4 separate regions of the Mus musculus genome follow, and regions 2, 3 and 4 are each linked to region 1. The links are chromatin contacts, called in public ChIA-PET and promoter capture Hi-C maps. All regions are on one chromosome and are shown on one strand. The core of a region is the stretch at or near the end of the contact, and the rest is flanking DNA. Distances in the headings are between cores, read along the strand shown. Region 1 holds the start of Ggact (gamma-glutamylamine cyclotransferase). Region 2 holds the start of Gpr18 (G protein-coupled receptor 18). Region 3 holds the start of Clybl (citrate lyase beta like). Region 4 holds the start of Nalcn (sodium leak channel, non-selective).

Region 1 (7,126 bases), core at 2,464-4,963:
CCACAAGATTATTCAAACAATAAAGGCCACTCCCTCCAACAGTTTTCAGCCTCCAAAACTTTGCCCCTTTGCCTATGTGAAAGCTGGGAGCAGCTCCCAGCTTTAGTTTGATTACAGACAGAACAAAGTCCAGCAATGATTATAACTATGCTGGTCCAACAGGCAGGCAGGAAGAAGGAAAAAAGATGCAAATAGGGAATCAAAATATAGGGAGGTACAGGAGTCTTCGTAGAAAAACCACCTGTGGGAGTGGGTAAATTCTGATCAAGCCTTGCAATGTGACTCAGATAAATCACCCATGTCTGCAACGAACATGACAAGAGCCACTACGTAATACAATGTCTTCTACTTATAATTTATTATGACAACACAATTTCCCAGGAGTGTACCAATGTCCTTCAGATCAGACGTGCTTAGTGTTACTCTGGCAGCAGGAGCCAGTGCGGGGTAGACACAAGAACAAACACCTGGTGTGATAAGGCATGTCTGAGTCACAGCACTTGAGAACCCAAGTCAGGAGGACTGAAAGGTCCAGGCCAGCCTAGAAAACAAGTTAAAGACCCTGCATCAAAATAACTAAAGAAAACAGAAGAACACAGACTTTTGAACAAGCTGCACTGCACTTTACACTCAAGAAAAGCCAACTGTTTGTCTGAGTGCCTGTCCATGGTTCAAGCATCCCATCTTTCTGAACTTCAGTTATAGCACTGAAAAAAAGGGCAAATAATGACTTTCATGTGAAGAAAATAAGTGAGACTCTAGCCCTCAAATACTGTCCATTTCCATCTGAAAGAAGGGTAAATCACAGAATAAACTGAACCAAGTAACAGAATGCATCCCAGATATAATCATGTCTGGCATATAGCTGTCTCTGGTAAATGCTAATTCCTTTTTAATTTACTCATCAACACAAGAAATCCATACATTGGTTTCCTACTTAACAGTTTTATAGTTGCTCTACTTTTGTTTTTATCAGACAAGGTCTTTTGCAGTTGGCTGACCTCAAATTCACTATTTAGCCAAGACTGACCTTGAACTCCTGATCCCTCTGCCCCCACCTCCCACATGCTGGGATTATAGGTGTGTGTTAATGACGCCTGGCTTGTAACTGATGTTCTTGATAATTTAACTTTTTGTGCTCATAAAATAAATTCTATAAAATCCTTTTGGCAGTAATAATGGTACTGTAAGTGATGGGGCTCCCTGTCCCCCATTCCTTCACAGCATTGCTCACAACAGCCACTCAAAGACGTTCTGCAACCACATGGTGAACACCATGTCTGGTATCTATCCATTTGTCACTAGTGATTTTGTTACAGTCAAAGACCACACAACAACAACAGACTGAGTAGCCCTTACCTGAAACCCATGGGACCAGAAATTATTTAGATGCTGGAAGTTTTCAGATTTTGGGGTGACTTAATTGAAGAGTTAATGTCAAGCATTTCTAACATAAAAACCTGAAATACAAACAGTGTGAAATCCAACACTTTTGTCACTTAGGAAAGTTTTGGATTTCAGAGCATAACAAATTTCTGTATTAGGAATGCTCAACCTATGTACTGACACTAGGGCCACTGGAGTTCAGAATTTGCTTGAGACATTTGCCAGTTAGCATACGGGGAAAGTGACCAGAGATTCTAGTAAGGGATGGCAGACAACTCAGCTTCTGGAAGCCAATATATCCAACAGTATGTCACAGCCAACCAGAGAGTGGCACACCCAGCACATCTACTAGCTTCTTGCCTTAGGAAGCTGATGTTCAGGACACATTGTCATACTGGCAGTGGCTGGGTATTCTCTGTCAAGTATACCCTAGAAATGTGGACAAACCATTTTCTATTCTTATAAAGCAGATGTAATTATTTGAACAAATGCACAATGTCTGGTTGGTTCCTCTTCAACTCTCACTAAGCCTATCTCAAAATGTTACTTTTTCCTACTCTGTGGCTATGTAGAAGGCACTAGGGTCAACAGGAATGAACAACATAGGGTAGTTCTTATCTAGCTGGAGTCTGAAGTCCAGCAAAGAGTCAATAGCACATAAAAATTACCAAATAATGTGGCATTGAAACAGGTGAAACAGATGCCCAGCAAGCATACCACTAGGACAAAGAGGGGAGATAGATACCCATGGCTATAGGGGTGGGACAATACAGGGAAGCCTTTGACTGAAGGATGAGTGTTAGTCAAGATGCTGGGTGGTTATTGTTAGCTCAGAGTCTCCAAATAAAATTTCCAGTATTTACTGGCTTCAGATGGGGAATGTTCTAGAGAAGGCTGCTAAGATCATTTGATGTCGTCTTCCTATTGCTACCTTCCCATGGACCATGTCCCTCTTCAAACATGACAGCACTAGTCTGTAGGGCAGAGGGTCCTCTCCCCTAACAAGACCCTGGCCAAGGCCAATAAAGAGTCATCCCATGACTCCTTTTCAAGCTTTGACAGACAGAACTGGAGCTCTCAAAAGTTCTTACTAGATAAAGAAGAAACTTTTATTTGTTTTGGTTTTGATATTTTTTTGATGTAAGATCTTGCATATCCCAGGATGGTCTGCTTTAGCGTTCTGAGTGCTGGAATCACAGACATAAGCCACCACACCTGGCTTGATCCTGTACTTAAAAAAAATTAACCTTTGCAGGGTTTTGGTTTTGGTTTTGGTTCTGTACCACACACTGCCATCCACTAATGACCACCACAGACAGACGTCAGTCCAGCTCACCACTTCACACAGAAGGGTGAATTCTACCACTGAGCCACATTCCTAATCCCAACTTGGTCTGCTTATTTTCCAGTGCTGGAGAGCCAATCTTGGGCCTTTTGCATGCTAAGGACATGGTTTGTAAGTTCACTAGTTTAAATAAAAGGTTCAGTACAAAAAAAAAAAAAATCCACCAATTAACTTTGCAAACTAGCTTTTAGAGAAAAATGCCCTCTATTGTTGAAGTCTGGCCTGCTTACTCAGGGACTTCTCAGAGAAGGTTCAGGAAAATGAGGCCAAACTGCAGAGTTCCTCACTTAGCAAGCACTTCAGTTACAGGAAACAGACCAGGAGAAAGACTTCAATTAGAAGAAATCTTTTAACATAAATAAATGAGCTTGGAGTTAAGCTAAGTTAAAATACACGCACACCTCAAATGGGTTTTAAGCGAGGCTGTAACGTTATAACTCGTTGATTAGAGTTAAACAGCAATAATAACCACGGATAGAATCAAAGGGATGGATCGCCAAAGTTCCAGGCGTTTTACTACTGGTTCCAAAGGAAATCCAGATGTGAAACGGACCAACAGAAGTTGGTTTAGGATTCTTTTTCAGGTTTTGGACTCTTCACACATAAGTGACTCCTAAAGTAAAATTAAAAAAACATTTCTTTTGAAAACCGCTAGCCACATTCCCTTAGGATCTTAAGCTACCTGTTGGAGCTGTCTGTCCCGCGAGAGCAAGCATCAGCTCCGCTCCGGTAGCAGTCACAGCACGGGCCGCCCGGGCAGCTTTCCGGGGTGGGGGTGGGGGGTCAAATGCGCGCTCCGCCCAGCGCGTTCCGCCAGGCAGACCCATACGCCGGGACGCTAGCGGACATTCGCTGGCTGGTGACAGAGTCCCTAAGCCGCCCCCAGGCTCCCAGTCCCAGCCCGCCTCGGCGCCTCACCTGCAGCGGTCGGGGGAATCACGAGGAGCGCGCCCGGACCACGGAGCGGAAATGCCCAGCTGGGCGGGTGTCGCAACCAAACCGCCCCGGGCGGCGCTCCTGCTGGTCTCTCGCCGCTCCGCCCGCCCCGGCAGCGCCACGGAGCGCACCTGGCAGCGCGCACGCCACTCCCCATGTGCCGGAACCGCGCAGGTAAGAACCCGAAGCCACATTCCTCCGAAATGCAAGCAAGCAAGCTCCCCACCACCACTCCCACCACCAGACACGGGCTCGACTGCTCCCACCAGGTTCAGCTCTACATCACACATGCTTTGACTCCACGTTAGACCCAAACACGCCTAAGATTCACTACTTCAGAGAGACTCACCCCTTCACATAGACACTGAGGTGATGCTAAACTCAGATCTGAGGAAGGCTCCACAGGACAATTAAGGCATCGCATCTGCTCGTACATATCCCTACGGGATACAGGTAACTGTAGCAATTCTGCCTACTTACCAACTCTTTTTAAAATAAAACTTGTTTAGGAGCTAATGGAAGAACTAGCTTTCCCCTACATCCTACCCTTAGGACATAAGATGTATGAGAACCAAAAGCTGAGGGCAATTTTTTCTCTAGAGATCTTTATCATGGAAGGATGTTCCTATGGCAGAATGCAGGCAGGCGTGATGCTGGAGAGTTCTATATGTCCCTATCGGGATGTGAAAGCAACGTCACAGAGATGGTGAGACTAGAGACCCATTGTCTCCTCATCGAGACCCAAATTAACTATATGACTACTGCTTTTCCTTTCATCATTTCCCATCCCTTTGACTTTGTGTATGTGGAGTACTTGAAATCGTGTTATATTCTTGGTTTTCACGTAGCATCAAATGATGCTGAAGTGGTTGTATTTTAAATAGATGTCCAAGTCTACAAGAACCCTGAACAATCATCACATTTATAAACCACCAATTTTATAGAAAGAGGACCATGAGAAGGAAAATGGGGTCTTAAAGGAGGGCCTGGGAAGGGGAGAAACAGGGAGTAATAGGATTACACATGACATCAAAGATGGGCAGGGATGAGGGAAGGAGGCATGGAGAGAAGAACAAAGCAGTACTACGAAAGTCTCAGAGCCACTCATAATGCGGCAAGCTAATTTACAAAACTAAATCGTTGAAGAAGAAGGTTAAGGGTCTAAGTATGCTTGAAGTTACTCCTTTACCACAATCTCATTTTACAGTGGAGAAATCAATAAAACCAGTAGTGGTCCCATTGTATTTACTGGAAGCAACTGGGGCACAAAGTAAATAAGCAACTAATCCCAGGTTCCAGGTAAATATGGTAAAATCAGATTCATCTGTCTTTGATAGTCACTGAACCTTTAAAAATGACTTATGATATCTTAGTTAGGGTTTCTATCGCTGTGAAGAGACACCATGACCACAGCAACTCTTATAAAGGGAACCATCTAACTGGAGCTGGCTTATATTTTAGAGTTTAGTCCATTATTGTTATGGTGAGAAGCATGGCAGCATGAAAGCAGACATGATGTTAGGTAGCCGAGAGTTGTACATCCAGATAATCAGACAGCAGGAAGAGAGAGAGATACTGAAAGCCCAGCCCCTGTGACACACATCCTCCAACAAGGGCCACCTCCAATAATGCCACTCTGTGTCTATGGGGGTCATTTTCATTCAAACCACCACACAAGCAAGAAAGCTGACCCTGAGATTCATGGTCTTGTTCCAAAGTTCTTCCAACCTTATCACCTTGTTTGCTGAAAAGTAAATTCTACCATGCAACTACTTTTATCTATCTATCTATCTATCTATCTATCTATCTATCTATCTATCTATCTATCTAACTAGTGTATATGAGTATACTGTCACTATCTAAAGATGCATCACGAGAGGGTATCAGATCCCATTATAGATGGTTGTGAGCCACCATGTGGTCACTGGGAATTGAACTCAGAACCTCTGGAAGAGCAGTGGAAGCTTTTAACTGCTGAGCCATTTCTCCAGCCCTCCATACATACTTTATCAGAATGTTTTTAGAATTTTTTAAAATGTGTTTTGCTCTTATGTCTATGTATTACTTAAACTTCCTCATACTTCTGTGAAAAGTTTTATTTCCCATTTTACTAATGAAAGCTTGGTAGACGCAAAGAATCATCTTAGCATCTCATAAAAACAAGCAAAACAAACAAACAAAACCCCTCACCTTAACAAAGTCCAAGTATCTCAACGAGGCAATTCTTTTTGTAAAATGGGTGCACCAAGAACCAAACTAAGCTACTAAGCACACTAGGGCCAAGATGGCTCCCATTCATTATTTCAGGCGTAGGTGATGACTGAGTCTCATCCCATTGTTGAGAGAGAAGTCTCACACTCTGATATGATTGGCTAATCTCACAGTGGTGTTACTGAGAGTTTGCTACTGAGTTACCTTTGTAGAGCTGCAATCACAAGTTACCACAAACGGGTTGGAAATTTAGAATTTTAAAGTTGGAGGTAACCAGAATATATAAAAGTGGAAGTCTGTGATATCATTTGAAGTTTAGTGCTGTGTATGGGACCAAGTTGGGGAAAGGAATGGCATGTTTCCTGATGTCAGTCAGTTGGTGCAAGTGTAACAGTGAGGGAATGCTCCAATGGCATGACACTTGCTAGGCAGGGTATTTAGCATAGCCTTTGTTATGATTCTGACCAAAGGGTAGTCCAGAAGTGGATAAACACTATTGCAGATGTGTATGGCAAATTACATTTCCAAAGGTAGCCCTGACAAACATTTCTCTCCATTGACAAACTTTGTTTTCTCATCCCCACCAGGTAGGGGTGATGGAACAGGAAGGCAAGAACCAGGCTGGGTAGACCCACAGACCTGGCTAAGCTCCCAAGGAAATCTAGGTCGGCCTTGAATTGGACCAGGCTTAGAGATGTTGGGATATCCCCATGCCTGCCACCATGAGACCTATTCCCCTTCCTCACTCCCTTTACTAAATATCACTAAGTAGCTTAGGTTGACTTGGAACTTGCTATGTAGTCCAGTATGACCTCAAGCTCACCATTCTCCTGCTGTGTATCTCCACATCCAGCATTGTATATCTTCCTTAAAAATCTAAAGTCCTTACATTATATCATAACAAATTCAACATCATCTGTAGTATTTAATTTAAACTCAGGACTCGTGCAATTTTTGCTTAGATTCAGGTGGAACTATTTATTTTAGAATTCTTCTAGGTGTTTATGTAACTCACATGGTCTCACAGTGGGAGTCACATATTGATCCCAGTCAGCAGTGAGCTCAGCTTTCTGGACTTGCCTCCCAGCTAATGGTTTTATTCACTGCTGCTCTTTGCCTGAATCAATTAATTCATTTGGGACAAAAACCCAAACAAAGGATGATTTTCTAATCAACATTCTTTCAACATTTATTATGAGTAGCTCTGATTAATCCATCAAGAAGACTCATCCGCTTGCTCTGGCCACT
Region 2 (7,126 bases), core at 2,322-4,821, 1.0 Mb before region 1:
CCCCAAGAATGTGGCAGAAGTACTCTCCAAATGGCCACTCGCCTTTTGCATAGTAAAACATCCGAAAGGGCAGACTGAGTATAAATACGAGGTCCAGTAGTGCAACGTTCATCATGTAGATGGTCACTGTGGTTCTTTTCTTGGTCGTACAGCTGAAAACCCACAACGCAGTGACATTAACAAACAGCCCAATCAGGAAGATGCAGCTGTAGAAGACTAGGGCTGCGATTTTGTATTCCTCTGGGTGTGAGCCATTAGAAAGATCAAGCTGGTTGTGATTGCTCAGGGTGGCCATCTTACAGCAGGCTGGCTCCCATGGTATGTAGAACCTGTGAGGATTGTTGAGAAAACAGGGGTGAGAACTTTGGTTAGAGGTGGAGACCGCAGAGCCCAGGGCTGCTTTCTGAGGGCATTTCATACTGAAGACTCCGAGTGCGTGTTTCAGCACTGCGAGAACACACCTAGACGTCACTGCCACTGTTGACTGCCTCTCTAACTGACTACTCGTTTTTATTTTTGGAGCACTGGGCATTGGACACAGGTCCTCTGAATACTGTGTACTCACTGAGCTATGAATTCCTGCCCATCTGCCTGTCTGACTCCCCCCGCCCCCCATTACTTTGGTTTTATTTTGAGACAGGGTCTCTCTATATAGCCTTAGGTGTCCTGGAATTCAGTATTTAGATCAAGCCAGCCTCTAGCTCACAGAGATCTGCCTGCCTGAGTGTTGGGGTTAAAGGTGTGCACTCCTATACCCAGTCCTGGTCTTTATAATGTACTGGTCAGTTCAGATGGGTCCAAGCCCCAAGATGCTCTAGGAGACTCATCCAGTTTCATTGACCCTGCTCATCTCTCTCTTCCCCAAATAATCAAAGTACGAGACAGTAGGACTTCTCTGGAGTAATGGGAAAAGGGCCAGTCTGTATTTTAAATCTTATAAAAAGGCTTGCCAATTTTTATTATCTTTATTCTGTTTAAATACTTTATAACTCAAATAAGTAGTGATCAAATACTTTTCATTCACAAAATATAATCATAACTTACAAAAATATGAATCAGAAGAACCAAGCAGCTGGTAACTGATTCTCATGTGTGAGCAGGTAGGAGCTTTGGCTTTCTCTCTTTGCCTTTGCTGCCTCTCCAGCACATAGTGGGAGATGCTGAGTGGACCGTCCGTGAAGGGAATGGTATTTGGTGAGGTAATGCAGCTCTCTGGCTTGTCAGTCAAATCTGTTGGCCCCACCCCCTTTATCGAAGTTTCAAACACTTCTGACTAGTGTCCTGTATTCTCTTCAGATGATTGTAGGTCTAGAATCACTACTGTGTCATGGTCAACTGGAAACCTAGAGCAACAGTTGGGAGTATCTGGGGCAGGGGCTTCCACTACCCAGGGTCCTGGAATTTAAGTGCAGTTACATCAATGCGACATTGAGTTGAGAAGGAGCGATTTGAAGAGAAGTTTCTTTGAGTTAACCACTTTCGTACTACTGGCCTGCCTAGATGAACATAAATTCTGTCAAAGAGAAGTAGGTCTGAGAGGCTCTAATTGTGTACAGAAACTAATAATCCCACCATCAAAAACTGCATATTTAAAAAGCAAAGGATTTTTTTTTTTTTTTTTTTTTTTTTTTTTTTGGTTTTTCGAGACAGGGTTTCTCTATGTAGCCCTGGCTGTTCTGGAACTCACTTTGTAGACCAGGCTGGCCTCGAGCTCAGAAATCCTCCTGCCTCCCGAGTGCTGGGATTAAAGGCGTGCTGGGATTAAAGGCATGCTGGGATTAAAGGCGTGCGCCACCACCGCCCAGCTAAAGCAAAGAATTCTAATAGTGCTTATAAATATGGTGCTCTCAGTGTGACATTCCCTTCCCCAGGGTGCATTAGCCAGTAGAGGCTGTAAAGATACTTCATATGTAGAGTGCAGCCTGGGGGGCATCTCTCTGAAATAGGAGGGTGGATAAGGAATTTTCCTTAAGAAAGTCACTTTGCAGCGTGCTGATGTTTAATTCAGCTCTGAATCTTTCTTTAGTGAAACAATAGGGAGGATTAACAGCCTGTGGCTGGCTGATGAGAGTTAGTTTGAACAGTTGGGTAGACAGGACCAGGTACTGTGTGCTTTCTCCTTTGGTCCCATTGTTGTTTGCCACATAATTGGCTTAAATGTGATTTTGGAATAAAATCCTATATATCTAAAAACCTGTATTAAAATTTCCAAATAAGGCTGAGAATGGTAGCAACATGCTTTTAACTCTAGCACTTCTGAGGCAGAGGGAGGGGGAATCTCTGTTTGAAACTAGTTTGCTCTACATAGCACCCCCAAAATGTATATAACTAGAATACTAGTTTCTACGCAAATAAGAAAATTACTGCATAGTAAGGTTAAATCTTTAGTATTAAGCAAAGGAGACTTAGAGGCTTAAACACTGTGGTCTTTAAAGAAGCCTCTGAGGTATAATGAAGTCCTGGTCTTTCCTCTATCACCATTCTCCCTGGTGTTGTCATGAAAACACCTGTATCTACAGGCTGTCCTTCCCTGGCTGCTTTTCTGTAGTCCACCTGCCCCAGTTTTCACTGTGCTCAGTGCGATGCTCGATGCTTGTGTCTCTGTATTACCATCCGGACTATGTTCTGCACGATTTTGAGCGAGTGTTGAAAACCGATTGTCTTTCAGGTTAACTTTTGAAAACTTAAGTACCATGACTATCTGTAGGTTTTGTGTTTTTTGTTTTTATTTTTTTTTAAATTGAAGCCAAGTAATTTCATGAAACAGTAATTGAAACTATATGACAAAGACATTGAATTATGTTATGATGTACTATGTCATCAACATAATGTGTTAAATGACAGGGGAATGAGAGCGAGGCCTCAGTCCTACACCAAGAACTACTAGCAGCTTCTGTGCTAAAAGTGGGAGCAATAGGCCTCCCTCAGGAAGAGCCCACCAACTGGTTATCCAGTACTAAACGGTCAGCTCTGAAAACACGTGTGAGTAACACTACACAGAAAAGCAGGTTATATGTATTTAGGTGTGTGTGTGTGTGTGTGTGTGTGTGTGTGTAACAACAATTAAGAGAAGGAGGCCATGAATTTGTAAGCGGTTAAGGAGGGTCACGTGGGAGGGTTTGGAGGGAGGAGAGGGAAGAAATGATGTAATTATATTGGAATCTCAAAAATAAAATAAAAACATTTAAAACTCTACACTTAACTATTAATAAAAAATATTGAAAATGAGCGCTGAATCCTGGGAAAAGAATAACCAGTTGTTTCAAGGTCTTCATCTGATGGAACAGAAGTTTTGAGTTTAGTAAACACAACATTACTTCTGATAATGGTTTGCCATGAAATTAATTGAATGCAGCTTACCTCCTGTCTGTCAAAGGCTGTCTGAGAGGTGACCGTTTGCCGCTCTGCCCAGTCCCAGAGAGAGAGTGCTCAGAGTCGCCTGTGTTAGGTAGGTGGTGTCTCTGTGCTGTGTCTTGTTGGAGGGTTGTTGAGATGTAGTACCGATAGTGGGGTTGGTCTGCTGAGCTCTGAGCACTGCTCTGCCGTTTTCAGGAAACGCTCTGAAATGAGACACTCAGCGTGGGACTTTACCCTGGATGTGGTTTTCTCTTTCACAAGTGATTTGTTTATGAAGTCCTGCTCATCTCGGGCTGCTCTTGAAACAATGGCATATCTTGAAGAAAGGCAGATATTCTTGAATTAACTGCTTGTTTTGATGTTTGAAGTTTGTGTCACTTACAGGCAGGAGATTTGACACTGGGCAAAGCAAGGTTCAAAGCCTAGCTGCTTTCTAAGCTCCTCGACTTTGTCTAGCCTTTTGTTGTTCCTGTGTAGTTCCTATCCAGTTGAAATGCATAGCACTCATGTGATAGGATTGAGAACTCCTCTCCAGAAAAGTCCTGCCTGAAAGAGAGCAACTGCCACCCTGCCACCTCGGTCACCTGTCATCTTCTCCATGGCCCTGCTCTGCTCTGCTCTGCCCTGCCCTGCCCTGCAGATCTGTTCCTGGATCCTGTAGGTACTTCCTACACTTTGTCCATTTTCTATCTCAGGGAAGACTTGCAGTAATTTTTTTCTTGCATGAACATCCATGTAAACCATGGGAAGGACTGGGGAATTTACATGTAGCTGGAAGAATTTATATGTAGCAGTGTTCTCAGCTGAGAAGGGAAGTGAAACCCACAGAAGGGAGGATTGGGCAGCCCAGAGCATCGCTGTCTAGCTACTCTGAGTTTAACTTTCTCTTTAAAGTAGCCCAGCCCTTGTCCAGTTCTAAGTATCTCTACATTGGCTACACATTATTTGCCAGCCTTTAAATGGTGCCTAAGCTTAGCTGCTTCTGTGTCTATAGTGTGAGCGATTTAAACTGGCTCCTGTCATCTTGTCTGTCCTGTTTTGAGACGGGGCCTTACTGGCTGCTTTGGAGCTGTGTTGACCAGGTTGGCTTTGAACTTACCCTGGTCTTCCTGTCTCTGCCTCCTGAGAGCTGGACTCCAGCTGTCAGCCACCACAGCTGCCACAGCGTGAACTTGAGGTAGTTTGAGAACCTTGCTTCTTTTCCCAGAAGTGCTAAACTTTCATTCTACAAAAGGTACTGACGTTAGCTGTGCTAACAAACCACTGGGTGCCGTGGGAGCCTTCCAGAATAATGTGCTATAGAGCCACTGGAGACCACTGCAGCAGTTCCTGTGTGGGTGAGAGGTGATTGCCTTGAAACCTTCTCTAGACATGCTTTGGCATTGCCAAGTTACATCATAATTGTTTTATATGAAGTTATGTTTTTTCATATGCTACACAGGTCAGCCACATGGATACCTCTTGACTGGGACCCAGTGTGTTCTGTGAGAAGGTTTCTGACAGGAAGTACTGATTGTGCTGCTACAGTCAACAGATGAGGAGCCTGGGGTGTCTTCTCATTAAGACTTGAGTCTTCCCCGTATGTAGCATTCTTAGTTGAGAACTTGCATTTCTTAGTGCAAGGTGCCCAGGGCAGATTTGGAACCTCCCAAAAGCTTGGCAGAACCCACCTGTAGACCCTCCCTCTAACCACCTCACAGCTGCCATTTTCCCTCAGAGCTGGGCTGGCCTGGACGGTTCCTTGCCCCAGCTCTGTGCCTTATGCTTGGGTGGCCGGCACACACCTTGCTGTCTTTGATGCTCCACCACTACACCATGTGCTTGGGGGTGCTGACATGAGTTGTAGCTAAGGAGCATTTAACATTGTTCGATAGCTAAGAAAGTGAACATGTGAAGAGGGGGGTGGGGTGGATGGTCGTCTGAGCCCAGAACCAACTGCAAGGACACTGAGCTGCCTGAGATGTGGTGAGAGGTCTGTGCAGGAGGCGGAGGAGTGGCCCTCCTGCACGCCTCACCTTGCCTTCAGGAATCTGTTACTCTTACCAGGGACTTTGTGACCATGCCTGCAGTTTTGGTCTTCTCACGTACTTTGGAATGTGAGAGAATTCTTACCAAAGAGGGTTTTCTCATACTCCAGAGACGTCAGGGTTTCCTGTACTTTATGAAATGTTTTGGTCTCACTTTGAGGTTTAGTTTGAGCATTGAAGACTGTAGGTGAGTTTATATACTTAGTAGGAGAACCTAGTTTTTAAATCAACATGATTTAGTTAAGACACTATTGGGAGTGTTATTACATGCGTGTAGCATGTCTGCATGTAGGATGACTCCAAGGGTGTTATTACATGCGTGTAGCATGTCTGCATGTAGGATGACTCCAAGGGTGTTATTACATGCATGTAGCATGTCTGCATGTAGGATGACTCCAAGAGTGTTATTACATGCATGTAGCATGTCTGCATGTAGGATGACTCCAAGGGTGTTATTACATGCATGTAGCATGTCTGCATGTAGGATGACTCCAAGGGTGTTATTACATGCATGTAGCATGTCTGCATGTAGGATGGCTCCAAGGGTGTTATTACATGCATGTAGCATGTCTGCATGTAGGATGGGTCTCTTTTGTTAAAGCTTTGTTTTTGCCACACACAGAGTTGTATTTCATGGTCTGAATGGTTCACAACCGTAACAAGTGTCCTGATGACCTCCTGCAGTGGCTAGAGGTCTGCTGTAACACTGTTTACCTGGCCTGCCCCTGCATGGGGACAGTGGACAGCAAGCCCTCAGTGGTTGGTAGCTGGAGAAGAGTGAGAATGATGGACAGAGACTGTTCTGCAAGAGGGGAGGAGTCCTGACCTCTGATTTGACAGTTCGGAACCTTTGTCCCCTGCCTCTTACTTTCTCAGGCTGTGTCCCAACAATTGTTGCTTCAGAAGGGCCAGGCCCTGGGCTCGGGTGTTTTGAATAGTAGGAATTTCTGAATAAAGACTTAAGAGATTATTTAAATGTTCGAGACAGGGTTTCTCTGTGTAGCCCTTACTGTCCTGGAACTCACTCTGTAGACCAGGCTGCCTTGGAACTCAGATATCTGCCTGCCTTTGCCTCCCAAGTGCTGGGATTAAAGGCACACACTACCACTGCCTGGCTTAAATGTAGTTTTTAACCCCAGTGATTTATAGACATACTCTTATAGCCACTTTAGTATGAAGAGAAATATATGTTGTTTAATTTAGCCTTCCTTAATTCTGTCTCTTTTGTGCATCTTAAAATGTTTATGAACATATAATCAGAGTTACTTACTTCATAAGAAATGACTTGAATCCAGATATGACCATCAATGTGCTAGATACGTTTAGCTAAATTAGCAACAACAGCGTTGTCTGTCACTAAGAAATTCTCGGAGGAAAGGGCTTCTGCCTGGGAGCTCACCAGACCTGTAGCTTCTGAAGTCTTAGGACTCCAGGCCAAGAGTTCACAGACTTATTCAGAGGTCCAACCAATTGAAAACCCCAAGGCTATTGCGATGCACTTGACTCTAAACTGCAAACTCTGATTTCAGTTAAAGGAGATGTACAAAGAAGAGAGTGTGTGTGAGTCTCGTGTGTGACACTAGGAAGTCACCATTGAGTGTGTGGGGGGGTATTGTGTGTGACACTAGGAAGTCACCATTGAGCGTGTGTGGGTATTGTGTTCGATACTAGGAAGTTACCATTGAGGAGAAAGAGGACTGACAGTAGACCAGGGCTGTGACATACTCCGTGTTTTCCAGAAT
Region 3 (7,126 bases), core at 1,644-4,143, 730 kb before region 1:
CTTCATCACATATGCTGAGTGACACAATCATAGGTTGTAGCAGTTAGGATGCAAGCAATTTGGAGGCCAGTATTCATCCAACCACAGAAACTGAGGCTGGGGGAGAAACACAGTTGGTAGGGTGCTTGTCTGGTATGCACAAAGCCCTGGGTTCGATTCCCAGCACTTCATGAAACCAACATGACCATAGTTCCAACACTTGGGGAAGTGCAGGAAAGAGCATCGGAGTTCAAGTGCAACTTCAGTTGCATAGTGAGTAAGAGGCCACCCTGGTCAATAGGAGACCACGTCTCAAGAAAACAAAACAACAACAACAACAAAAAAATAAATTACATAGACAAGTACTAGAAGAGCTATGGAGACAAAGCAGAGACCATGGCCTAGAAGGTCTACAAGGATCGGCACCGGCCTTCTGATCATAGGGGATGCTGCAGCGTGGGTTGGAAAATCATGCAGTCAGAAAATCAGACGTCAGGCCTTCCGGAGCAGAAGGGTATTTTAAAGGTTATGTAGTCTAACTTCCTCGACTTAAAGAGTGGGAGCTAAGGCCCGGCCGGCTCGCGATGTGGCCATTAGATATTCTGCATTTGGCCTAAATCTGAGAGACGTCTCTTCCTTTCTCCCCAAGGAGCCAGACGCAGCCATCACCCTTATCAAAGGCAGCGCTGGCCGGGAGCGCGGCTGGGAGGGTTTTGTATCTTAGCAGCAGGAGGCAGCAATGATCTCAGAGCCAAGTTCTATCTGTGCCACTGCTTAAAAACCATTCCACAGAACTTCTAATAGGCTTCTTTCTAAGTGCGCCATTCTGAAGTTTGAAACCAGTGACACCGGCCCGCTCAGCCTTTGAGACTCAACTTTGGTGAGAAAACCCTACATCCGGCCAGACAGCAAAAGGAAGGAAAGAATGGATTGTGATAAAGAGCCTTTGGGGTTCCTAACCAGAGAATAAAGGGCTTCATTTTCCTAATGGGTCTGCCCTTTCCCACTGGAAAGTTATTTAAATGTTACAGCAAACAGTGAGGTTGATCAGATATTTTCAGCGGGCGAATCCTAGGAGGTGTTCTGTAGAACCAATACAAAGCTAGATAGTATAAGACAAACAATGAAGGTTAATTGAGTTTTCACGATAATTACAAGGCCATGTGGTGAAAATATAACTCACTTCTATCTAGGACAAATGTATTTGTGAAACAATGCCAAGATTTCAGCCACTTAGGGCCAGGGTGTAGCTCAGTGGTAGATAGAGCTCCTGCCTGCCTGGCTGAGGCCCTAAATTCTACTCCCGAGTATATTATTAAAAAAGGCATTTAGGCCACTTAAACCTGGGCCCAGGAGGTTCTCAGATCCCTGAAGTTTTATGCCTGCTCTACTTTGCCCTGAAGTCTTTCACCCTCCCAACCCGTCTTCCCCCACTACCTCCCCTCAATCCCTCTGACCCCCTCAGGTGCAAAACTTGCAATAACTCTTTTGTGCATGTAACTGACGCCTTACGTGACTTTTATTGATAAATAAAAACTCAAGGCCGGGCGGTGGTGGCACACACCTTTAATCCAAGTACTTGGGAGGCAGAGGCAGGCAGATTTCTGAGTTCAAGGCCAGCCTGGTCTACACAGTGAGTTCCAGGACAGCCAGGGCTATACAGAGAAACCCTGTCTCAAACAACAACAACAACAACAACAACAACAAAAGTTTTAAAAACTCAAACCCCCAGACCTGTGTTTTTACTGGTGGATGGATGGCCATAGAGAAGTGTAACAGGACAAAGAGTGTGATCTAGTATCTGGAGACAGACAAAGCTTGCCTGCTCAGTCTCTTAGTACAAGATATAGATGTGTAAATTAGAGATGGAATGGGTGTTCCTGATACTGCTTTGTCTCAGGCTCCATTTTGGCGGAACAGACTGGGGCCCGCAGTGGAGACAGGAAAGTGGGATGGTCCTCACTGGGTGCAGGCAGGAGAGGTCCGGGTGGGTGTGAGGGGGCCTCACAGAGGGTTTGAACAGTCTGCCCTGTTGGTATCATAAACTAAGCGATAACTCAGTCTTGCAGATATTCGGCATCTGTGCTGCCACTCTGGCTACAAAGGACTTCTGGGGTCTTTTGTTTTTGTTTTTCGGGACAGGGTTTCTCTGTGTAGCCCTGGCTGTCCTGGAACTCACTCTGTAGACCAGGCTGGCTTCGAACGCAGAAATTCTCCTGCCTCCCAAGTGCTGGGATTAAAGGCGTGAGCCACCACGCCCGTCTGGGGTCTATTTTTTAATCCAGCTTCCGACAACGACTTTGAGTGTCAATTCAGAACAAACGGAACGTAGTGACCACCAAAATCAAAACTGCAGAGGTAGAAGACAGAGGAATGGTGGAGGGTGGAGAGTGGAAAGGACCAGACACTAGGTAGGGCACCACTGGATTAGGAAAGACGACCGATGGCAGCTTCTCTCAGTTTCCGGAGACCCGCAGGCATTGGGAAGGGGCCTGTGTGGGTCCCAAGCCTGCACCTTTTCAGGTAGAGCCCATTTGCTTTGACCACTTTTAGCTTATGCACCATCGCAGGCTCACCGACTGTGTTAGGGGCACGTTGATAATAAAAACAGCAAAAAAGCCCCTCGGAAACCTAAATCTTCTCTGCCAGAGAAAACCCAAGTTTCTCTAACTCGTTTCAGAAGCGGGCGGAGCATTGGGTCACCAAAGCCTCCGCGCAGAGCCGCGCAGGGCTCGCAGAGGATTGGAGTGGCTAACGAGGGCGGGCGTGGTTTTGGAAAGAGAAGCGTTGCATGGGGCCTCGCCAGCAGAAGCAAGGTGGGGCTGAGTCTGGCTGGACTGGCCTGGGCTGTGGCAAGCGGGGGGCCGGGCTAAGCCTGGTAGGGCGGGCGTGGCCGAATCCAGCTAGGCGGGGCGAGGGCGGGGCGTAGGCGGGCCAGTCGGGAAGATGGCGTTGTGCGTGCTGCGGAACACGGTTCGTGGAGCGGCGGCGCTGCCCAGGCTGTGAGTTCAGGTTCTCTGTCCCCGCCACGCGGCGAAGGCGGTAGCCAGAGTGGTCTCTGGAGCCTGCATGGGCACTCTAGCCCGATACCTCTGTGCCTCCGGTCCTTGACCTCTGCCAAGGTCGCTGCGGCTGCTGCCTCCCAGTGGGAGGGCTTTGCGTGGACCCGGGCAATGGGTACAAACGTTACTGGGTTGGCAGGGCTGTCAGCATCTGGCATGTACCGCGCTAACTTAGGGGCGCTCTGGAGTAGCTGAGACGCTCACCCCACCTATGTGAAGCACAGTGGTTCCCAAATGTTGTTCTCTGGACCCACTTACCCAACCAAGAATGACTGAGGGTTCCAAAAAGCTTTTGCCAAAATCTGCTCATGAAAAACACTGAATTTTTTTTAGGTGAAAAGAGCATATATTTTGAAGTTTTCTTTGGTTTAACAAGAGACTTTAAGTCTTACGTCATCAGCTTTGGAGTAGATATTTGAAAAGAATTCCATGACTTGGGGAGTGGAGGCAGGAGGACGCAGGTTAAAGGCTACACTTAATCTACATAGCAAGTTTGAGGCCAGCCTGGCCTACATAGCAATACTAGTTGGTAAAGGAACTGTAGATTGTCACAAACAGTGACCCTCCCTCATGACACTTGCCTATCTGTTAACTGCACGTGTCCTGAGTTCTCCTTTAAGGTGTCTTGCCTATTGTGAGGAAACAGGATCAGAGACTGTCTCAAAGTCCCACGGAGCGATGGAGCCAGAGTTCACAGTTTAGCGTTTTTTACATCTTTTGTGTTGTGCTTCATGATTTACCCCAGACCCATGACAGGACCCATATGGTCTTAGGCACCTCATTTTCTCATCTGTGGCCTTGCACCCTGGCTGGAGGAAAATCACTCCTGGAACCTGAGTGGTGGTAAGGGAGGGGTCCTGGGCCAGCCCAGAGATTCCGTTTCTGAAGTGTGAAAGGACCAGTCCTGACCGCACACAGTCACCACTTCTAATAGGCTTGGAGCTTAGTGTAAACTCCTTTTTATCACCACCACCCTGCCCCCCATACCATGCATCATCTCTATCAAGGGCAGGTACTTGGCTTTAGTGAGCCAATTGTGCTAGTGTGGTCCTAGTAAACCCACCAGAGGATGTAAGTGCTGTCTGGGACCAGTAGGCTACTTCTGGAGGCTCCTTGCTTATTTTCAGAGTGTCTGAACCATTGCTGAGCACGCAGGGGCCATTCAAGACCAGAAATCCTGATCCCTGTTTCTGACCCACCAGCGTTTGCCCTGAGCTCTAGACTGTCATGTTATTCATGCAGTTCTCTGTGGCCATGCTGGATGTATATGAATTACTCCGCTTTCAAGGAAGGGAGCATAACTCACTTGACAGAGCCAAGAAATATAGATGGGAACACACACACCTATCAAAGTTGCTACATAGAACCATCTGTAGCTATTTCTCAAGCTACACATGAGTCCTTAGGACGCTTCCAGGTCTAACACATCACTCAGGGAGCAGTCTAACTTCTTCCTGAGGCTTGTCAGTAAAGCACCGGCCCAACTGTAAGGAAGCTCCTGCTGTCTACCACGCAGGCACTTAATTGTTCAGTCCTAGCAAGCATATGATTTATTAGCCCACACCCATTGGGAAGATGTCCACCCACTAGAAGACAGTGCTTAGACTCCCTCCAGCCTCATGGGCTCCATTTATTCCTAGAGTTGCTTAGGTCAGCACCCTTTTCTTTCTTCAAAGCCCTTTTGTATACAATTGGTGCTTTTCTTGGTCTGCATTCTTTCCAGGTACCCTCTACCCAACAGACGATTTAGTTTTTACATTTACTTTATTTAGTGTGTGTGTGTGTGTGTGTATGAATGTTAGCACGAACATACTGCAGTTTATGTGTGGCGGTCAGAGGATCATTTTCAGGAGTTGATTTTCTTCCACCCTGGGCTCCAGGGATGAAAGTCAGGTTGTCAGGCCTACGTAACATATAGTTTTATTGCTGATCCATCTCATTTAGAGTGTCAAAGAATTTGAGCCATACGGTGTATAGTCTTTTTAGATTGGGTTCTTTAACAATAGGCATATACAATTCCTTCATGTCTCTCATGACTTAATAGCTCAGTTCTTTGTATTGCCAAGTAGTATCCCATTGTGTAGCTATACCACAGTTGGTTTAGACAGTTCGCTGTTGAAGGATATTTTAGCTGCGTCCAGTTTTTGTTGACTGTGCAGAAGTCTTCACATGCGTTTGTGTGTAGACATAATTACTGAGGAATGTGACTGTTGAATTGTCTCAGAAGGCTGTGCTTAGCTTTATGAGAAGACGTCACAGTAGCTGCACCGTCTTATCTGTGAACGAGTGTGTTACTCTGCTGACTCATCGTCTGTCATTGCTGGTTAAAGAACATTCAACAATTCTAACCGGTATGCGGCTGTGGTATCTTGTTTTCGATTTGTTTGAACCTGAAATCCCCTTAGATGATGCTGTGGTGGTTTGGATGAGAGTGGCCCCCAGAGGCTGATATAGTTGAACGTTTGGTCCCCGGGTAGTGGAACTGTTTGGAGAAGATTAGGAGGTGTGGCCTTCTTGGAGGTGGTGTGTCATTGAGGTCAGGCTTTTGTGCTACCTTCCAAATGGTGATTTGCCATCTAGTATATTCATCGTACATATGCCCCAACTATTTTGCCGATTTCTTAATTGTGTTGTGCTCGATACTGTGATACAGTAAGAATGTTTATTTGGTTTCTGTCCCTGTTTCCTGGAACACAACCCTAAACCAATGGACTCTCCTGAGTGACTTGAGTGTTGGGGGCTGCTAGGCTGTGGGGTTCAGCCCTTCTCAGCAAGTTCACGATGTGACTTTAAAGTACACCGGTGCTGATGAGTGTTTTGTCAATTTGACACAAGACAGAGAAGAAGGAACCACAAGATTGGTCCTGTCTGTTCAAGGAAGCTCCCATCAAAATCCAAAAGGCCAGGGTTTGGAGAGCATCCAGGTTGCTAAACTCATGCAGCTTTCTGTAAGGAGGTGTGCTTAGAGAGGGCATAGAAGCTTCCACCCCTCATCCATGCCCTGCCCTGTGTATCCTTCTATCTGGCTGTTCATCTGTATCCTTTCGAAGGTCTCTGATTGTAATCAGTTTCCTTGAGTTCTGTGAGCCCTCCTAGCAAATGAACTGGACCTAAAGAGTGGAGTCTTAGGAACCTCTGACTTATGGTCCGTCAATCAGAAACACAAGGAAAACACCTACAGCTTTTGCTTACATCTTAAGTAAGGGCAGACATGAGGGACTGGGCCCTAATTGTGTGGGCCTGGTACTTACTCTCTCCAGCTGTAAAATGTCAGAGCTGAGTGAAAGGATATCTAGGTGGTGTCTGCATTTCCTGGGTATGTGGAGAGCAGCCCTCCCCACAGAAAGCTGCGTGAGCCTACGGGAGAATGGGGACCCTCTGGTCATTTGCTTACTGTTGAGTTTGCTGTTAGTGTATATCAGCTACAGTCTGTCATCAGATCTGGATTTTGGAAATATTTTCTTCCAGTCTGTGGCTTTCCCCAGCATTCTCTTTAGACTATTTCAAAGGGGAGATATTTCTAATCTGTGGGTCCTGAGAGTTTCCCCTTCCCCTGTTCTTTCTTTTGGAAGGTAAATGCTGCTGTGTATGCATCTCAGATCTATGACCCCTCCAGCTGTTCTAGTCAGTTTGTTGAGGAACCTGTCCTTGCTTCTTCATCCAGCAGCAGTTGGTAGCATCTGTAGGTCTTTATGGGCTGTATGACAATGTTCCCACTGCTTTGCAGGCACTCTCTTTATGACCGTCTTGTCTGCTGTATTGTGATGGCTCTCCTGGGCCTTTCACTTTTCTAGGTAAACTTCAGAATTAGTTCGTTAATTCCACAGGCTAATTTACTGGGATTTGATCAGTATTTCATTGAGTCCATACAGTGAGTCAGAGGAATTAACATTTTAAGAATCTTGAGCCGGGAGTGGTGGCACACCCCTTTAATCCCAGCATTCACTCCGGAGGCAGAGGCAGGAGGATCTCTGAGTTCGAGGCCAGCCTGGTCTACAAAGTGAGTTCCAGGACAGTCAGGGCTATACAGAGAAACCCTGTCTCGAAAAAACAAAAAACAGACAAACAAAAAAAGAATCTTGAGT
Region 4 (7,126 bases), core at 1,556-4,055, 710 kb after region 1:
AAATAAAAACCCTATTTAGTTTCACCAACATGACTGCCTAAACATATGTTGAACAAGGACAACAGCAATGGATATGCTATTGTAGACAGTACACCAAGAACCACTCAGGAATGCTGAAAGGAGGTTAAATGGTCTTGCACAGGAAAGAGCACACCAAGTGGCAATCCAATACCAAATGGTCAGACTACACACATACACACAAGTAACATTATATAGACTGAGTAGGTTATAATTAGTTATACATATGAATATGCATATGTAAACATGTACAATAATGAAATGACAGGCCATGAATTTGAAAGATAGCAAGGAGGAGTATATGGGAGGAATTGGGAGGAGGAAAGGGAAGAGAGAAATGATGTAATTATAATGTCAAAAATATATAAGAAATATTTAGAAGAAAAAAATATTCAAAATATTACATTGTCTGTACAGGAAAAGTTTGAAGGCACAAAACTTCTTGGGAAAGTCCTTGACATGGATGAGACTCATATGACTGGATAGGTATTCAAGTTCTAAAGCAGATACCATTGGGAGGAGGGATAATTTACAGACTTTGGAAGCAGAAGAGCATTGTTTCCAGACCCAAATGAGAATGGAGTACTCCTCACTGCTTGACAAAGCACACATGAAAATACATGGGTCCGTTCATGATAGATTCTTAGGGGCTAGGCCCATTTCTTTCCTTTACAGAACACCCAGATCCTGGTTCAATACCTGGCTTACATTAAACTATCATGGGTGAGATTGAACTGTTCCTTACAGAGATCTACATGTGACTTGTTTTCCACCCAGGCATATAAATCTAAAATTATCTTAGCACCACTGATGAATGATAAAATAAATATGTTTCCCACAGATACACACAGGCACATACAGGCACTCTTTATGCGGGAAAGAGAAAAAAAGCAAGTGGAACATACTGCCATCCACAAGGGGAAATAAAAACACTATAAAGCCTTTAGATATCTGAACTGTGAGCAAATGATTTTGAGTAGATTTTCTTCTTTTAAATGTGCACTTTTTTTCCCTCTTGAATATCCTTGCAAGCCATACCCAAAGTTGTAACTGTATTGTTACCATTTCACAAATTATGGATTTGTTTTTATAGTACTTCTAATCCCATCCTTTCCAGTGAAAGTACATTACTTACCTGTGATCAGGTAAGAGAAGCCAATGGCCTTTCACACAACTTTTTTCTTTTAGCTATTTGGCAAAGCTCAAGTTTTTCCCTTTCCTTATATGGATTTATCAAATAGATGGCACAAAATTATATCAGAGGAGATTGTAACACCCACATAGAACAGAACGGAACCAATCAATTCAGAAATCAATTTCTGAGGTTGTGGAGATTTGAGAAGGCATGGCTCTTATTTGGATTGTTGGACAATCTGGATATAAAAAGACTCCTGCTGTTAAGAAACTGCCACAGTCCCTGCTCCTCTCCCAGGTAACAAAGACACAGCAGAAGCTATGGAACAAGGAATCAAAAATTTAAAAACAAAAGCAAAAACAGCTACCTGTTAATTTTTGATCCCACATGAGAGATTACAGGAAAAAAAGCCACAAGGGGCCTCACTTCCCATTTCCCACAGGGAAATTGAGGAAATCTTCCAAAGGTCATGTGTGTGTGTGTGTGTGTGTGTGTGTGTGTGTGTTCACACATCCTTCACAATACAGTCCTTGGAAATTTGGGCCCAAAGCTGATTTTTTTTTTCTAGTAAAGGACATAGTGTCCAGGTTCGGGGACATTATGTTGTCTAAAGAAACATTAAAGTCAGAGAAATAACTAACCCCTAGGTCACAGTTCTGGACCCATTTCCAGACTCTAGCCAGGCCTTCCAAACTGGGCTCTTAAAGGTTCAAAGACAAAATGCAGTTGCTTTGGCAAGTCCAAACTTTGCTTGCTGATAAGGGTCACTCTAATGACAGCTGCTCAAACAGAACAATTAATAAAATGAGAGCAAATTAGCAAACAGCAGTCCGCAGGATTATGGGATTGGGCAAGGCCCAGAAGGCCTTCCCAAAAGCTGATGGAGCAGAGGTACTCCCCAAACCCTCCTCCCAGTATTGGGTTGACCCAGGTGAAGGCCAGAGGCAATTAAGGCCTTTAGCAATCAGGGCCAGCATAGTGAGGGTCTGGATGCATGTCAGCCCCACCCCCAGCCACCTGCTTCCCCCACCTCCAGCACCTGCTGGATGCCAAGGCTGGGCAGGCCCCATCCAGCGGCCCAAGGCTTCCCAAGGCCCACTTGGGAGCAACTTGCACGGGGGGCCAGAGGGCGCACAGTGGCGCACAGTGGCTCCCAGAGTCCCTTCCCTGCGCGCCCAGACTGAGCTGTCTGCCGCCTCCTGGATTCCCAGAACCCTGCCCAGGCCAGGCCCCAGCGAAGGGATAGCAGGACGCCTCCCGGCCTCCGGTGTAAGACGCTGTGCCCGCCTTGCCGCAGCCTCCAGGGCCAGCGGCCATAACCAACCTGTAACCGCAGCGCGCGGAGTAGTCATGGTGCTGAGGCTGCAGCGGCGGCGGCGGCAAGCGGGATCCGTGCGGGGCGCGCCGGCCTGAGCGGGTGGGGACGCGGCCCCTCACCTATGGCGGCTCAGTCAGCTCCGTGCTGGTTCTGCACTAGCATCTGCCGCACGAGCGAGGGGCACGGAGAGAGCTGCAGGAGTCCTGGCCTTGCGTTTATTCGCTTGCCTTTTGCTGTTGGCTTTGCTGCGCGAGCTACGGAGGATGCTCAAGGCAGCGCCGCCGCAGCTGGTGGCCAGTGCCAGGGTCCGTACTTGCAGGTGGCTTCCCTCTCTCCTCCAGCAGCCAGTCTCAGCAACAGCTGGGCAGTCTTCTCAGGCTGTTCTAGGGGCTCCTGCTTCTCTAGGCCTGTGTGCTACTGTAGTGCTACTTTATGCGCTCCTAAGTATGAAATTGCAAAGTAATAAATACATCAGTAATGTTTCAGTCTTTTAAATATGTCACCATGTAGATAGAGGCTAAAGGGTGTTCGTACATGGTTAACTCTATACTCTATTTGCAGCACCAGGGTAGGCTGAAGCTGAGGTCTTGTAGGGAATCCAGTAGAATAAGTGTAGGGACATTTTGCATCTCAACTACCTTGTTCAGGCCCAGGAGACACCGTCCACTGCACTCTCATTCCTAAAGGTTTATTTGCCTACAGTCAGCTTTAGCAATCATTCAGGAGTTCCCAGCCTGTGATTTCACTATCACATATACACAAAAGTATGCCTTTTGCAGTTGTCTTTGAAGCACAAAGGATCAGATGAAGCTTCCTCTAAAAGGAAACTTAAGTGAAAAACAACTGCCTGTCACAAAATGTTGTCTCTCTAGCAACCAACATAAAATTTCACACACACACACACACACACACACACACATACACACACACACATTTTAAACAAGCATTTTCTAGCCTTATATATTTAATTTCCCCCCTTTACAAAAAAACTAATCTTTACAACCCTATTAGGTTCTTTGTGGAGTTTTTTTTTTTGTTTGTTTTTTTTTTTTTTTTTGTTTCTCTTGTTGTTTGGTAGGTTTTTGTTGATGTTTCCTTAAAGGGGCATGTTAATAATCAGTGTTTCACAATATATAGAAATGTGAGATTGTTTTTTCATCAAATTGCTAAAAACTTCAGAATTACCAACTGTATAAAAAGCTGTAATTCAGACAAAGGATTAAACATTTTCATAATAAAATTAAAAATAATTTCAATACTGGTGTCTTAGTCAGGGTTTCTATTCCTGCACAAACATCATGACCAAGAAGCAAATTGAGGAGGAAAGGGTTTATTCAGTTTACACTTCCATACTGCTGTTCATCACTAAGGAAGTAGGACTAGAACTTAAGCAAGTCAGGAAGCAGGAGCTGATGCAGAGGCCATGGAGAGATGTTCTTTACTGGCTTGCTTCGCCTGGCTTGCTCAGCCTGCTCTCTTATAGAACCAAAACTACCAGTCCAGAGATGGTCCCACCCACAAGGTGCCTTTCCTCCTTGATCACTAATTGGGAAAATACCCCACAGCTGGATCTCATGGAGGCACTTCCCCAACTGAAGCTCCTTCCTCTGTGATAACTCTAGCATTTGTCAAGTTGACACACAAAACCAGCCAGTACAACTGGTAAATCCACAACTAATTTATTTTAAGTTTTATTACTGGTTCATTTCATCATCTCTGTTGCTACTTCCTTTTAAAACAAAAAACCTAAATAGTACTTTATTGCTAGTGTTAAAATACATAATGGTATATCACTCTTGGGGTTATAATTATAAATTAGAATTCTAGAAAAACATGATCATGAAACATGGTAACACCAAGATTTTGATAAAAAATTGAACAGCATTTTTTCAGTAGTGGTTTTTCACTATCTCAGCAATACTCTACATCAGACAGGCACTTCAGAACCTGCTCTGTCAGTAATTGTCATATCTCTACTGACAAATCTGATTCCTGTTTAGGAGCTACACATAGTCCCATGGTTGATGCAGTCTTTAAGAGTCTACGGGACCCAAGCAAAGTCCGTGGGATTCAGGAATGTACGGAGAAGCTCAACACATCCTTTCTGTAATCCAGGAATTCACTGTATAAAAAAAGAAACCATCGTTACAGAAGCAGACACTTGTATTCCAAATGCCTTACTAATCCACTCTACCTCCTCATTAGTCCTTTAATTTTCTTTCAGTCAAAATGGGAAAACATGGACAAATGTCTTCTCCAGAATTGCTCTTTTGTGAGTTCATGTGATTCACAGATTTTTCCATGTATTGCAATGTTTTTTTGACAAGTTAAGTTCAATTTCTAACATTTGAATACCTTGAGATTTTCGATTTATTATACAATGTTGAGCTACCTGATCAGGACACATCTGTAACCCAGATAGTAAGAAGCAGCTGGGAAAACCCCATGTCTCCTTTTTATAGGCATGCACAGTCTCCATTCACCTCTTCTTGCTTCAGCTTCTTGTCCTAGAAAGAGAAGTTTCCATGTGTGAGATATAGGGTTAAATTTGTATTAGACAGTGTGAGATAGAAGGGGAAGCAGTATAGATTCAGGGAGTTGTGCAGCAGAGCAGGAGAAGCCAAAACAATGTGCAACTTATACTGAAATCTATGGCTTCTAGGAAGTTGTACTCAGACCCAAAACAGTGCTTAGAAATCACATGACAGGAAGAATTGATGCAACCAGGATGCTTGCTTCTGAATAACTCATCTGTTCCCACTGTTTATATCTACCCAACACTGTTATCCCCTTTGAACTCATAGTGAATTACTAAGAAAAGAGTAACCATGTTAAAAGAGAAAATTTTGGATCCTCAGGGGGGATGTTGCGTAAGCCATGGAAATATGTCCACCTGATTCTACTGGAGAAGAATTCTAGTAAATTACAGTTCAATTATATGTGATATATAGGTATCTTATGCTTAGATAATTGTTCAAGGATCTTTGAATGGCATGGTCTAAATCAGTATACACTTATTTGTGTGATATGATTTCAAGACCTTCTTGCCTTTGGTTATTGATAAGATTATTTTTCTATTAGAGACTCTTGGCATATGAAAATAAAGTTTAAATAGACCCACTCAAAAACTCACTGATATGGTTTTTTTGGATATAAAAGTTTGTCTAGGCAGAAAGATGTCTGAATGAGAAGGGCTTAGAGAAGCTAACACAATGTACAGCGGAACTCATAACAGCTGGAGCAAGAGGAGAGACAGGTAGACATATTGCTTAGTTGTAGGGTCCCAGTGGTCAAGGTCTATGTTGGATGTTTAGGAAATCATTATAAAGAGTTTCTGTGGGGGAGACATTTCTGGTTAGTAGTTGTGCTGGGTGGTTGTAACTGTGAACATCTAAAAGTCACAACAAAGAGAATCTTAATGAGAAATATCTCTGTTAATCGAGTCTGTGGGCATATCTGTGAGGGTTGTCTTGATGGTTAATTGAGGTAAGATGATCCGTTCAGAATGTAGGTGTTGATATATTTTTTTTTATTTTACTGTATTCTTATAACTCTGACCTTTTCCAACTCTTATTTCACCCTAATTCCTTCCAAACCCACAAAGCTAGGTAGGAAATAAAGAAGTTTAGTAGAGAAGGGAACATAGACCTCTTTAGTCTACTTCCTGTTGGTTAGAGGCATTAAGTTTCTTGGGGGCCAGTCCAATCTTCATTGTCAGTATATCCAACTACTTCTTGCTGTCTCTTTGCTCAGGAACACTTGATAAACTGCAGCAATAGCAACCAGAAGCAGCAGGAAGAAGAAGCATGCCCATGCTTCTCTCAGAGCTCTGGCATTGAATAAAACTATTTGCAGCAGGAGAAAGATCATGGCCCTCGTAGTGCATGAGAAAAATCGTAATCACGTGCTGTGAACCAGCTCCTTATTCCACACCTGAAGTGAAAGCTTCTGGTTGTGTCATGTGATGCATTCTCACATGCCATTTTGCTGAGCAAGATCCATGAACGGACATGCAATGTTTGAAGAGAGTTTAAATAGGACTCAATGGACAGTAATGGGATGCTTACATAACTATCCTTGCAAAGCTTCGTTGGTCTTGTGTCTTCGCTGATCTTCACTTTGTTGAGAGAGGCACAGCAGAGAACTCCTGACATTCCAGCTGGTCCTGGTCACTCTTGCTGACTCATGACAATTTGTCAGAGGCCTGGCAGTTTCTGCTGTCATTCATTGCTGATTCATGTTTGGTGGCACTTTTGAACTGCATTGTTGGTATCCTAACAAACAGAGATTGGAATTACCCCAAAGAACTACTTCTAAACAGGTCCATATCCCCTTGTCCTATTTACCATCTTTCTTCCCAACCTTTAGATGGTAGGGTAGAAGTGGCAGGGGATCAAAGCACTTGAGAACTCTAAACCTACACCCATGGGATTAAAACAAAAACATAATCACATAACATAACTGGGTTTTTTATGAAACCAAATTCTTACTACATGTAGGTGTTACCATTTCATAGTGTGGAAAAATGTAAAAGGCCAGCTGAGCATGAGCAGCAGCAGAAGCAGCAGCAGAAAGGAGAGAGGAAGGGGGAGGTGTAGAGGGAGGGTGGCACAAATGCACTCATTTCTTTCTTCCTTTGACTCTGGATGCCATGT

Evidence for each region. Promoter capture Hi-C pulls out the DNA fragments that hold promoters and counts their contacts. ChIA-PET counts read pairs in DNA pulled down with a chosen protein or histone mark.
Region 2: a contact with region 1 is called in a promoter capture Hi-C map of pre-B cells, with 7 times the contacts expected there. The contact joins the promoter of Gpr18 here to the promoter of Ggact in region 1. A contact is called at or near these places in 6 of 39 promoter capture datasets (the C10 cell line, cranial neural crest, embryonic stem cells and 3 more), 3 of 484 Hi-C or Micro-C datasets (CD4 T cells, the G1E-ER4 cell line and pro-B cells), 3 of 115 datasets of contacts at active chromatin or transcription factors (large pre-B cells, memory CD8 T cells and pro-B cells) and 1 of 9 other capture datasets (adipose tissue).
Region 3: a contact with region 1 is called in an RNA polymerase II ChIA-PET map of memory CD8 T cells, with 222 read pairs. The contact joins the promoter of Clybl here to the promoter of Ggact in region 1. A contact is called at or near these places in 9 of 39 promoter capture datasets (the 3T3-L1 cell line, the HPC-7 cell line, cranial neural crest and 5 more), 2 of 15 datasets of contacts at CTCF or cohesin (large pre-B cells and pro-B cells), 4 of 484 Hi-C or Micro-C datasets (the G1E-ER4 cell line, bone marrow-derived macrophages, cranial neural crest and 1 more), 21 of 115 datasets of contacts at active chromatin or transcription factors (the 230-238 cell line, acute myeloid leukemia, bone marrow-derived macrophages and 13 more) and 5 of 9 other capture datasets (adipose tissue, embryonic stem cells, liver and 2 more).
Region 4: a contact with region 1 is called in a promoter capture Hi-C map of hippocampal neurons, with 3 times the contacts expected there. The contact joins the promoter of Nalcn here to the promoter of Ggact in region 1.

Annotation. Positions count from the first base shown.
Region 1 is chr14:122,909,452-122,916,577 of GRCm38.p6, forward strand. It overlaps Ggact (gamma-glutamylamine cyclotransferase), which reads right to left and starts at 3,714. Exons shown (of 3, transcript NM_145466.2): 1 at 3,650-3,714. 4930594M22Rik (RIKEN cDNA 4930594M22 gene) reads left to right here and starts at 3,579. Exons shown (of 2, transcript NR_155287.1): 1 at 3,579-3,841. It overlaps Gm46488 (a long non-coding RNA gene), which reads right to left and starts at 1,420. Exons shown (of 2, transcript XR_001781477.2): 1 at 1,360-1,420; 2 at 335-541.
Region 2 is chr14:121,912,317-121,919,442 of GRCm38.p6, forward strand. It overlaps Gpr18 (G protein-coupled receptor 18), which reads right to left and starts at 3,572. Exons shown (of 2, transcript NM_182806.2): 1 at 3,361-3,572; 2 at 1-329. The coding sequence starts at 295. All of the region lies in intron 4 of Ubac2 (ubiquitin associated domain containing 2), which reads left to right. Gm46485 (a long non-coding RNA gene) reads left to right here and starts at 1,658. Exons shown (of 2, transcript XR_001781471.2): 1 at 1,658-4,701; 2 at 4,799-7,126.
Region 3 is chr14:122,178,801-122,185,926 of GRCm38.p6, forward strand. It overlaps Clybl (citrate lyase beta like), which reads left to right and starts at 2,894. Exons shown (of 8, transcript NM_029556.3): 1 at 2,894-2,981. The coding sequence starts at 2,926.
Region 4 is chr14:123,624,339-123,631,464 of GRCm38.p6, forward strand. It overlaps Nalcn (sodium leak channel, non-selective), which reads right to left and starts at 2,806. Exons shown (of 44, transcript NM_177393.4): 1 at 2,478-2,806. It overlaps Gm46490 (a long non-coding RNA gene), which reads right to left. Exons shown (of 3, transcript XR_001781479.2): 1 at 6,539-7,126; 2 at 4,864-4,978; 3 at 4,275-4,593.